2 separate regions of the Mus musculus genome follow, and region 1 is linked to region 2. Evidence: chromatin contacts called from public Hi-C data. All regions are on one chromosome and are shown on one strand. Each heading gives the region's core, a stretch centred on a gene start, on an enhancer-like site or on the middle of the called end of the contact. The rest is flanking DNA. Distances are from core to core; before and after follow the strand shown. Region 1 overlaps Auts2 (autism susceptibility candidate 2). Region 2 overlaps Auts2 (autism susceptibility candidate 2).

What was found. A called contact is a pair of places that touch in the nucleus more often than the background predicts.
Region 1: a Hi-C map of the G1E-ER4 cell line shows a contact between it and region 2, with 2.7 times the contacts expected there. The contact joins two enhancer-like sites. A contact is called at or near these places in 8 of 484 Hi-C or Micro-C datasets (the G1E-ER4 cell line, the HL-1 cell line, Sertoli cells and 5 more) and 2 of 9 other capture datasets (embryonic trunk and pancreatic islet).

Annotation. Positions count from the first base shown.
Region 1 is chr5:132,436,887-132,442,150 of GRCm38.p6, reverse strand. The region is part of intron 1 of Auts2 (autism susceptibility candidate 2); the gene reads left to right. Among named protein-coding and RNA genes, the nearest start is that of Auts2, 100 kb to the left of the region's middle. Within about 2 kb of position 3,955, at least 21 of the 459 cell types and tissues checked have an H3K27ac peak or open chromatin away from gene starts, as enhancers often do. A contact at or near this core is called in the G1E-ER4 cell line, where this site is marked.
Region 2 is chr5:132,230,467-132,235,942 of GRCm38.p6, reverse strand. All of the region lies in intron 2 of Auts2 (autism susceptibility candidate 2), which reads left to right. Among named protein-coding and RNA genes, the nearest start is that of Auts2, 310 kb to the left of the region's middle. Within about 2 kb of position 3,597, at least 11 of the 459 cell types and tissues checked have an H3K27ac peak or open chromatin away from gene starts, as enhancers often do. A contact at or near this core is called in the G1E-ER4 cell line, where this site is marked.

The DNA.
Region 1 (5,264 bases), core at 2,706-5,205, 210 kb before region 2:
ACATTCTGATGCTTGCTCTTCTGGCTCTGCCTCCTGCTTTTAGGTACCCATGCTTTCCTGTTGTTTTCTGAGTGGAGAGGATCTTCCTACCATTTTTCTTTCTCCTACTAGAAAACAACTGTTGGATGTTCCAAACAATATGTTTCTAAACGTCATCGTCTCGTTATCTGTTCAGCCTGTTAATGTAATTAGTAATAATATTAATACTTCTAACACTAGTTAGTAATAAGAGCCATTCCCACATTTTTAACTTCCCCCTATTATACAATAAGTTTTTAATGAGTGCGTAGGAATTTGAATGGATGTATGAGTGGTCAGTTCCAGTGTCTGGGCCCTGTGATTTGAGGAAGGTGTTCAGTGGCCACCATCAAAATGGATTTGATACAGACAAAATGAATGCATTTGTTTCAGCTGTATAAGATTGAAACCATATATATATATATAAATTATATATATATATATATATATAATGTGTGTGTCTCTGTGTGTGTGTGTGTGTGTGTGTGTGTGTGTATAAAATATACCAGCAAACAGTCTGATGTTCATTTGTATTCAGGGTCAAGTTCAGCTGATCAGTGTAGCATGGGAAACCTCCACTGACTGACCAGGAGTTCATCAGGCTGAGCTTGTGTCTTGTTATAGACGCTCTAATAAGGTTTCCAGCATTGTTGACTTCCATTTTGTATGCTGCGAGTCCTTGGCTGGTTCGGTTTCTTCTGAGGCAGTTGATGGTTACCTTGCATCTTGGTGAGTTTGCATTGGTGTTTAAGACATAGATGGATAGCAGTCTTGTTAGGTAAGGTCCCAACCTTAAAGTCCTTATATTTTAGCTTTACCCTCTTTAGAGATCTTGCCTCAGAAACTATTCCATGCTGAGTATTCCATTCAAATGCGATTAGAATTTGGACCAGAAATTTGAAGACACATACTTCAGTCCATATTACTGGACAGGGATGTTTCTTCACTTTTTTTCTTTCTTTCCTTTTGGCAATTTGGTTTCCCAGGAGAACATTTAAAAAAGTGATTTAGAAGGAAAAAGATTGAGGGTGCCATCAGTAAGTAACCTGTGAGCATACTGGTGGCAGAAACTGAGTGAAAATGAGTTTTTGACACATCCTATAGAGTTGTATCATCCTGGCACATTATGTTCTGGTTTCAGGGAGAGATGAAATCTAGCTGTACGTGGGAGCGCTGGACAAGCATCTGTGTTGTTGTGAAATGAAAAGGACAAAGTGGGGCAGCTTTTTAACCTTTTTGAAACCTTTAAGCTTCTTGAAAATTGAGAGCTCTTATTTCTGCTGTCCCTTTTGGCCTAGCTCAGCAACTTGGTGAGCAGCAGAATGACGGTCTCTTCCTTTGTTGTGGCTAACACCATACTTGGCATCTGCCAGATGTTATAAAATATTGGTCAAATTGAATTAATTAATTTACTTCAGCCAAATTGTTCTCCAAGCCTTTTGTGCTTTTTCCCCTTCCACTTTTGTTTGTTAGTTCCCACCCTCTCTACTTCACAGTTCTAGCTTATGGCTCTTCCCTCCCATTCTCTTTGTAATTATCCAGTCATTTATTAAACGGAGACAGGCTTAACTAGACATTAAATAATTGCAGGTGTGCAGCTGAATTGAGCTGCTGTCCTGTAGGTAGGCGCTCACAGCTGCTTCTGCAGTGTTGGGGGATGAGAATACCTTTTATCTCATTTGGTTACACGATGCTTTGCATGTTGCACAGTGAAAGAACGTTGATGCTTCTGCTGTAAGCAGTGTGCAGATGCTGGCATGTTCTCAGGAAGCCAACAGGAAAGGCACCAGGAGGTCAGGTCTTCCTTGGAATTTTGCCTTGTTCTTTTGCTATTTTCTTGGTAGAGGACACTTGAACTGTCCTTCCCTTGAAAACAGCCTTCAGGGTTCTTTTTTTCCTTTTGTTATTTGACTTGGTTTTACTATGTAGTCCATGCTGGCCTTTAACTGGTCATGTAGCTCACACTAGCCTCTAACTCCTCCTCAGTCTCCAGACTCCTCCTCCCAGATGAGTGTGTACCAACACAATAGATTTCACCTTTTCTTTTTATTCTAAAAAGTTTTAAAAATTACAGTTACTGTGTATGTATGTGTGTACTTGTGTCCGTGCACAATACATGCACACATGCATGGAAGTGAGAAGACAACTTGTGGGAGTCAGTTTCTTCCTATACCATGCATGTGCTGGGAATTGAATGAGGGTAGTCACACTTAGTGCCAAGCATTTTGCCATGGAGCCATCTCACTGGCCTCTGACTTCAGCTTTCTGATGGTCATGTTAACTACCACAGCAGGATTTTCCCATTTCTTCTTAAGAGATAAACAGTGGGTACAGCAGTTAACTTTTTGCTTCAGTGGTGAAACTTCATCTTCATGCTTTATGTTCAACTTTCCCTAGTCTATAAGATATACTTCCTTTTATGAGTGTAATTTTAGTTTTAGAATTGTGGTATACCCAGTTTGTTTTCTTTGGCTTCTTATATCATTTATCACAACCGCTAGAGGAAGATATGAATTATATAGTAAGTACCTAACTCCATTTAAACCTCGAATAGGCTCTTAATAAAGGACTGCTAAAGCTATGCAGTAACCTAGTGGTTATAATCACAACTATGCAGGATTATGGGCTAAGTATATGTAGGATATATTATAGGTATAAGAAATATGCTGGGGCTAGAGAGGTTGCTCAACTGTTAAGGCCATTGGCTGTTCTTTCAAAGGACCTGGGTTCAATCCCCAGCATCCACGTGGTACGTGCAACTATCTGTTGTTCCAATTCAGGGGATCCAATGCCCTTTTTGGGACTCTGTTGAAACCAGGCACAGAAGTGACATACAGATATACATGATGACATGCATCCATACACCTAAAAAAAATGTTAAAAAAAAGAGAAATGTTGCTACTTGCCAGTTGTATAATGTTGAATATGTTATTTAAATCTCAGTATACTTCCCCTCTTCCCCACTCCCGTGCTTGGAATTGAACCTAGCGTCGTTCACATTACTAGATATATGCTCCATCCTCTCACTGGGCATTCTAGTTAAGTGCTTTACTGCTGGGCCATACCCCTTATCCCTCACCCGGGCATTCTAGGCACACAATGGACTGCTGAGCCACTCTCCCAGATACCTTTTAAGTGTGTGTCTTAATCTTTAGTTTCCTCATGTGGGTAGTTGTGAAAGTTGAAGGGATTTGGTAAGTATTTGAAAGCACACAATCTACTAAGCCTTTGTCTGGATCCTGGGAGTAATACACACATGCACAAAACAGCCTACATTTTATATCCTTGTGGAGTGAATATATCTGAATCTGTTTTTAGTATCGATTAGCCAGTGTTTATGATGAACATTAACTGAAGTATTGACCCAAGAAGATTTCACTTGGCAGTTTAAACTCATCCCTTGTTCAGCAGGTCTTGTTCATATCAAGTATCACAGACAGCCATCCATTGTGAGGCTTCAGAATTTGAGCCTAGACTAGCTGTATCTGTGTGCCTGAGTTTCTGGCTTGAGTGCAGAGCTCCTCCTGTGGGTCACTGCTCTGTAGGCTGTCCCCGAGTTTCCACAAACAGACTCAAGAATAAGGGCTGAGTGACACCTTTGATCCTTTGAATCTCGGTGTGAAAGCCAGGTTTGTCCAAGTAAAGTGTGAGTGGATCAGGGAGGGCACTGTGGAGTTTAACTTAGCAAACCCGTTCTGAGAGCTGTGCTTTGTTGATACCTGCAGAAACACAAGCAGATTAAAAAAAAAAAAATCCCAGGATATCGGATTGATCAGCTTCTCTAAACTGTTTATCGTGGGTGGCCAACAGAAAACCCTTCTGAGATATTCTGTTCTCCTGGATGACTAATGAAGATAGAGACACTGGTAGTACCGAGGGAACTCTGGTAGCATGCTGAGGTGGGAGTCTGGCATTCAGCCTCAGAGGGTGCTAGTGAGCAGGGAGTGGGTGGGAGTCCTCGGTAAGTCCAGCGTTGAAAGACTTGGCACTGGTCCCTCGAGAGAGGTATGAGAATGTACGCTTGCTCTCACGTGAGCTCTGCTAAGTTATTTTTAGAATATGTCTGATCAGAGTTAGTATTCCATCATGGGTCAATAATTTGTATTCTTAAGTTCCTGCTTTTTCTATTAGAGAAGTAGTAAACAGTATACGAGAGTAAAGAGAGGCACGCTTGGTTGTTTGTTAGAGTCGCCACGTAGATACTGTCCTGGTGAGGTTTCTGTCGCTGTGGCAGACACCATGATCAAAAGCGACTCGGGGAGGAAACGGTTTATCGGTTTGCAGGTTAGATAGAGTTTATTGTGAAGGAAGCTAGAGCAGGATCTCCAGGTAGAAACTGAAGCAGAGATCATAGAGGAAAGCTGTGGACTGGCTTGCCTTTTTATAGACTCGAGGACCACTTGCCCAGAGCGGCACTGCCCATGGTAGACTGGGTCCTCTCAACGTCACTCATTCATCAAGAAAATGCTTCACGTGCAGATGTGTCCATAGGCCAGTCTGACGGAGACACCCTTTCAATTCACTTCTCTCTTTGAAGATGGCTCTACCTTGTTTCAAGTTGACAAAGCAACAGAACCAAATAAAAGAGAACAAATCCTAACTGGCACAGACACTTTATGCTGTGTGTGTGTGTATGTGTATATATATATATATATATATATATATATATATATATATATATATTTTTTTTTTTTTTTTTTTTTTTTTCTTCTTTGAGATTTGGAATTTGGTCTCTTAAGAACCTACTGAGAAGATTAGTTATGTCTGATATGGTCAGCCCTACATGCATTTTTTTTCTGTTTATTGCAATAAAGGCGTGAAGGTTTTTATTGGAAGTTTTTTTTGAAGTTGAGAGGAAGCCTTTACATAGTTGTTTATCAGAGTCACTAAATAGCTCAGACATCCCTGGTGACTTAGCTGGTGGCCTTTACTACCTTGCTGGGTGCTTGTGAAAGGAGACTGTGCTTGCTTCCTTGCCAGCAAAGTGTCATGAAGCCAGATGCAGTGGGAATTGCTGCAGTGAGCAAACTTAGCAGGATTGTTGCACAAGATTGGCAAGTGTCCAGCTTTAGACTATCTTGGAAGAACTGGCTTTAGGGCAGAGAGGAAAGGTTTAGACAACAACTTTCTTGCTTCTCGGTGGCCTTATCCTTACTAAACCTGACTGAGGCTTCTTTGTGCCTTTCCCACATCTGGTTCTTAAGTACTTTCTGTGGGTGGGAGCTTTGTATAAGGCTCCCGTGCAG
Region 2 (5,476 bases), core at 2,348-4,847:
TTACTCTGCTCATATTTTTGCTTTCTTTCTCTCTTTCTTTCTTCCTTCCTTTCTTTCTTTCTTTCTTTCATTCTTTCTTTGATGTGAGAACGAATTAATGTTTATTTTGTTGTTTCTTTCTTTTTCTTTTTGGTTTTATGAGACAGGGTTTTTCTGTGTAACAGCTCTCGCTGTCCTGGAACTAGCTCTATAGACCAGGATGGTCTCAAATGTGGGGAGATCTACCAGCCTCTGCCTCCTGGGCGTTGGGATTAAAGGCATGTGCTACTTCACCCAGCTTTGTATTCTTGATGGCCTATGATTTATGACCCTCCTGCCTTCGTCCTTGAGTCCTGGGGTTCCATAAGCACATGGCCAACCAATGCTGCTGTGTATCAGGGTTAGTTTAAAGGAGAAGCTGGAATCATCTTTCCTAATATAGGCATATAAATTTACCGTATAAATGTACCCCATAATACTACTTTAGCAGTACCCCACAAACTCTTAATATGTTTTCATTTTCTATGCAAAATACTTTTTAGCTCCTTTTTATGATACTTTTTTTTTATTTGTGGGCTTCAACCTATATAGACCCTGTGATTGCTAGCTCCTTTTTATGATACTTTTTTTTTATTTGTGGGCTTCAACCTATATAGACCCTGTGATTGCTTGCATGATTTATGGCACTTCACATCCAACATGGATTGTCATTCAATTTATCGTCATAATACAGTTTGCCTATGTAGGTGATCCCTGTGCATTGACCAAGTCATTATTCCCAGTGGCTGAGTAGAGTGTATTACACATACCTGTCTGGTCAAGCTGTTCATTTTGATCTCTAGTTGCATTATAACCTGAGTGAGTGTTTTCTGCTTGCTTGAGAGAAAGGAGATTGATTCATGTTTCTGACTGTAATTTAGTTTTAATCCTTCTCTTTATCTGATGTCTCTGTTGTTAGGCACATAAACATTAAAGATTGTTATGTTGTGTCGATTGATGAATGTGTGTTATTATTATTAAATAGATGTCTTTATCCCTGGCTGTAGTCTGAAATATAGTTTTAAAAAAATGTGTGTCCATAAAGCCCTATTTTACTTACTATTCCTACCTTTTAAATAGATTTTTTGGTCATTTTAAAAAACAATGTGCGTGTTGCTATGTGCATGGCTGGGGAAGCACGTGGGAATAGGGCAGGTGCCTTCGGAGGCTAGAAAAGTGTGTTTGGTCCTGATGGTTTGAGCTCGGGTTGTGAGCATTTGAAAGACACACGAATGTGGCAGATTTCCAGCCCCTTCCCTCTGTCTTTTCATAGGAGTGCTGTCCATTGAGAAGGTCAATTTCAAGTCTGCCGGGCTGGCACTGGTTTTATATTGATGATAGCTTTCCGTGTGTGTGTGTGTGTGTGTGTGTGTGTGTGTTGTATCTTTAGCTTGTAAGAGCTTTTCAAGTGATACATGACTTCATATATGGTGTATGAATGATAAACTTAGCATTCCATTCTGTTCTTGGCTTGCATTTCTTCCATCCTAACTTTTATAGTGTACATTTCATAGTGTACATTTATATATGTTAAACAGACAGCAATTTGTTTCTGTTGTTTATATTTTACCAGTAAATTTTTTAAAGCGATTTTCAATCAGGAAATATTGATTAGACCAAACAAGCCAAATGGTTAGTTACTGTGTCTTTCGTTTGATTAAGTCGGACTGACAGTGGAGCTATTCCTGTTAACCAAAGGACTTCCTTCTAGTATTTCTTGTTGAGATAGTCTAGTATATGGCAAACGATATATATGATCTAAGGACACTCAGGTGCAGAGGTTGTTTTCTGTTGATAAATAGGCTCTCTCTCTCTCTCTCTCTGTATTTGTCTGTGTTTGCACATGCATTCGTGCATGCACTTTAAATGTGCTGATATGCTGTCTTCTCTCAGTTATTTCCCACAAGACATTTGATGCCACCTAAATTCTTCTTAACCATAGCAAGGATTTTCTCTGCCACTCAGAGTTTTTAATCCCTGCATTTAGAGCACTTGACTGCAGTGAGTTTTAGTATAGTTTTATACATGTTTCTTCTAGTTTGTATTTGTTGAGTTATTTTATTCTATGGGGGCATAATTTTTATGTTGATAAATTTTGGGTCATTATTTCCTCAAAGATTTATTTTATTTTGTGAGTGTATGTGTGTGTACATGATTATGGGTACGCGTGTGTACATGAGTGTATATGTGCATGGGTGTAGGTGCCTTCAGAAGAAGATGAGGTTAGATACCCCAGAACTTTCATTACAAGCTGTTGTGAGCCACCCAATCGGGGTACTGGAATTGAACTGGAATCTATTAGAAGGGGTGCAAGAGCTCTTAACCACTTAGCCATCTCTCTAGTCTGTCTTTGACGTTTTTTTAAAGAGAGAATTCATCTTTATTTTACCTTCAATGGAATTCTAGTTCTGAGATATCAAACTATTTGTCATCTTGTATTTAAGTGTGTGTGTGTGTGTGTGTGTGTGTGTGTGTTAGTGTGTGTGTAAGTGATAGAGAGATGGAGAGTGTGTGTGTGTCCTTTTGGATAGTTCTTTGGCTTAGCCTCATGCTTACTGATCTCGTTTTCTCCTATGTGTGTTAAGTAGTTTTAGAGGTTAAAAACAGGTTGTGTTGTTTAAATAATAAACATCTTTGTCTTTTAAACATCCAAATGGATCTTATAGTAAATATTTTAATGTTCTTGTTTATGAATGATGTCTTTGTAACTTCTGGGTCATTTCTGTTATTTCATTCTGTTTTGAATATTACTTCATCCTGTTATTTTATTAATTGTTGGGAAATGTGTGCCACCACATAACCACACCCCCAGTCCATCACTGGGGGATCCTAGGCAAGTGTTTACTAAGCTACACACCATCTTCTATAAAGGCAGGATGGAGGTGTTCTAAGTGCATGTTCTATAGTGGACCCACATTCCTAGCCCTGCTTACGTATTTTAAAGAAAATCGTCTCTTTGGAAGGATGTGTTTCTCTAGGTTGAGCCTCATGTCTTTATGCTGTTTGAATTTGCACTTTTAACCTACTTTCATATTTTTTCTGTATTCTAAAATTTCTTCCAGATTCTCTGTTGTTGTTTTCCTTGTTCAAGATGTATCATGGGGTGACCAGTTCACATTTAGTTTTAGAGTGTTTGACAGTATATATTGTTCAGGCTTTGCCTAAAACCTTCACATTATACAAAATCTCACTTGTCTCTCCATTACAGTATAAACCACACTGATATCATCGTAGCTTGTTATTATGTGTCTTTGGTTTGTTAGGAAAGAGCTGTCAGAATAAGCTCTCTTTATCACTTGGAATTACAAGTTAACTGTTGTCTTGCCACTGATTAGAACAGCTGTCTTCTCCATTCTGCTGTGTCTGCTGTGGCATCTCACTGTCACAAGGTAGTGTTGGAGGTGACAGTCTCCTGAGACTCCTTTCATGACCTGTCACAACATCACAGACTGGGATCAGTCAGGGCTTTCTGTCTTTTGTATTGGCAATCTTACTTCTTAAAACATGTGGCTCTGCCTCTGACCCTGCCTTCTGCTCCTCTTTCTCTGCCTTCTGATCTGATGCTGTGTGTTATGGGGCAAGGTCAGGTCAGCTTCTAATATACTCTGATTAAAAATACTGCAGGGGCTGGAGAGATAGCTCTGTGGGTAATAGCAATTGCTCTTGTCAAGGTCCTGAATTGGGTTGCCAGCATCCATGTTGGGTAACTCAAAACCACTAGTAACTCTGTCCCCAGAAGATCTAACACCCTCTTCTGGCTGCCCCATCTACCTGCACTTGCGTGTGCACATGTACACACAAACACATATGAACATACACAAATAAAAATTTAAAATACTTTTAGAAATTCCTTCCTAAAATATACCTCAAAAGGAAGTCTTATGAGAAGACCTACTAATTTGAGAGCTTTATTTTATTTTTTATTTTTATTGAAAAAAAAAAACCTTCATTTTGGAGTTGATGTCTGCGGTATTCCTGTGTTCATATTTTTCACTAGCCTTGGATTCTCCCAGTCCTCCAAACACTGCTGACTTGCTTTCTTTCGCATTGCATGGTTCTGGCTCCCTCTGCAGCCTCAAATGGAAAAGTGCGGGGCTGTCCTTTGTTACTGAAAAAACCCAGCTAGCTGAGCTGCCTGCTTGTTTGAAGGAGCATTTGCAGCTGGTGTGCAAGTGTAGACGGGAAGCGCAGATTAAGGAACGCCTTACTTTTGTTTTGGCAAGGCTTATTGGAGACTAAAGTTGTATCTAGGGAGGATTCAGGTAGAGGAAAAATGGTGAGGATGGGCTGAAGAGAGGCTGAAGAGGTAAAAGGTGACATTTGCTAAGGAGGAAGTTTCAGGAGCAGTGTTGCAGTGTAGTTGTATGAAGACACTGAGCAGTGACACCTGAAAGGTCCCAGGCTGAAGCCTCCTGGGTCACTGGTCAAGGATTACAGCTTGACTGTGTGATTTAACACTTTGTGTGCCTTGCGAGTGGCTTCTCCGTCAACCATGTAGCAGGGGCTTGGGTTGCCCGCTGTACAGACTGCAGTCTCTTGTGCTTCAGAGTGAGGGAATTAGAATTAGAAAATGTAAGTCGAGCCTTCCTAGGCTGTGATAATGGCTTCAGATTATTGCTTTTCAGTGTTCTCTTGAGATGTTTTATTTCCCCCGTAAGTCCCCGAATCTACAGTGTCCATTAAAGGAAAATTATACCAAATTCTAAAATGTAAGTTTTTAAAGCAGCGGTCACCTTGTTTGACTTGTGCTTATTTTTGGATGAGCATAGGAACTTTGGACAGAGTGGGAATATTTGAGCATGGCGCTAGGGGTGCTGTTAGTGTTAACAGGCTGTGTACTCACCAAGTGAACATAGGTTTCCAAGTTCCTTTGGGTTATTTATGCATTTTGGTTCAGTCTAAAGGTTATTTAAAATTTTTGTACTTTAAATGCAAAATTTTATATAGTAGTACTTCTCTAGAATATTATGCATAGTTGTTGACGTAATGGCTTGGGTAGGCACAGATAGCTGGTATGTGAAGAATAAATTACCACATCAAAGCCTGTGTGCTTTAGAGGGAGGAGTGAGTACATTGGTAGGTATAGAAGATTACCTTTATTACACGGAAAATTTCAGTGTTTATATAAACTTTTGTGGGTTTAGCATATTTGTAGACATAAAGTGAGCCTTGGAGCCTTCAAACATGACCTTTTCATTTAGTAGCTGAGTGTCTTTGGCTTGGTTTTTCTTTTTCTTTTAATTCTTTTCCTGGATTTTTGAATCACCTGAATTAATACCTTGCCTTTATTGTCTTTATGTATTCACGTAAACTGAAAACCCCAAACTGAGTGGGTTGTTGTTATTGTTTGTTTGTTTTAAGTTTTTAAGTATGTTTTGTTTTGTTTTGTTTTAAAGTTTTGTTGTGTATGCTTAGCTGGCCTGCCACTCCCATCTACAATGCTGTTAACTCTCCACAG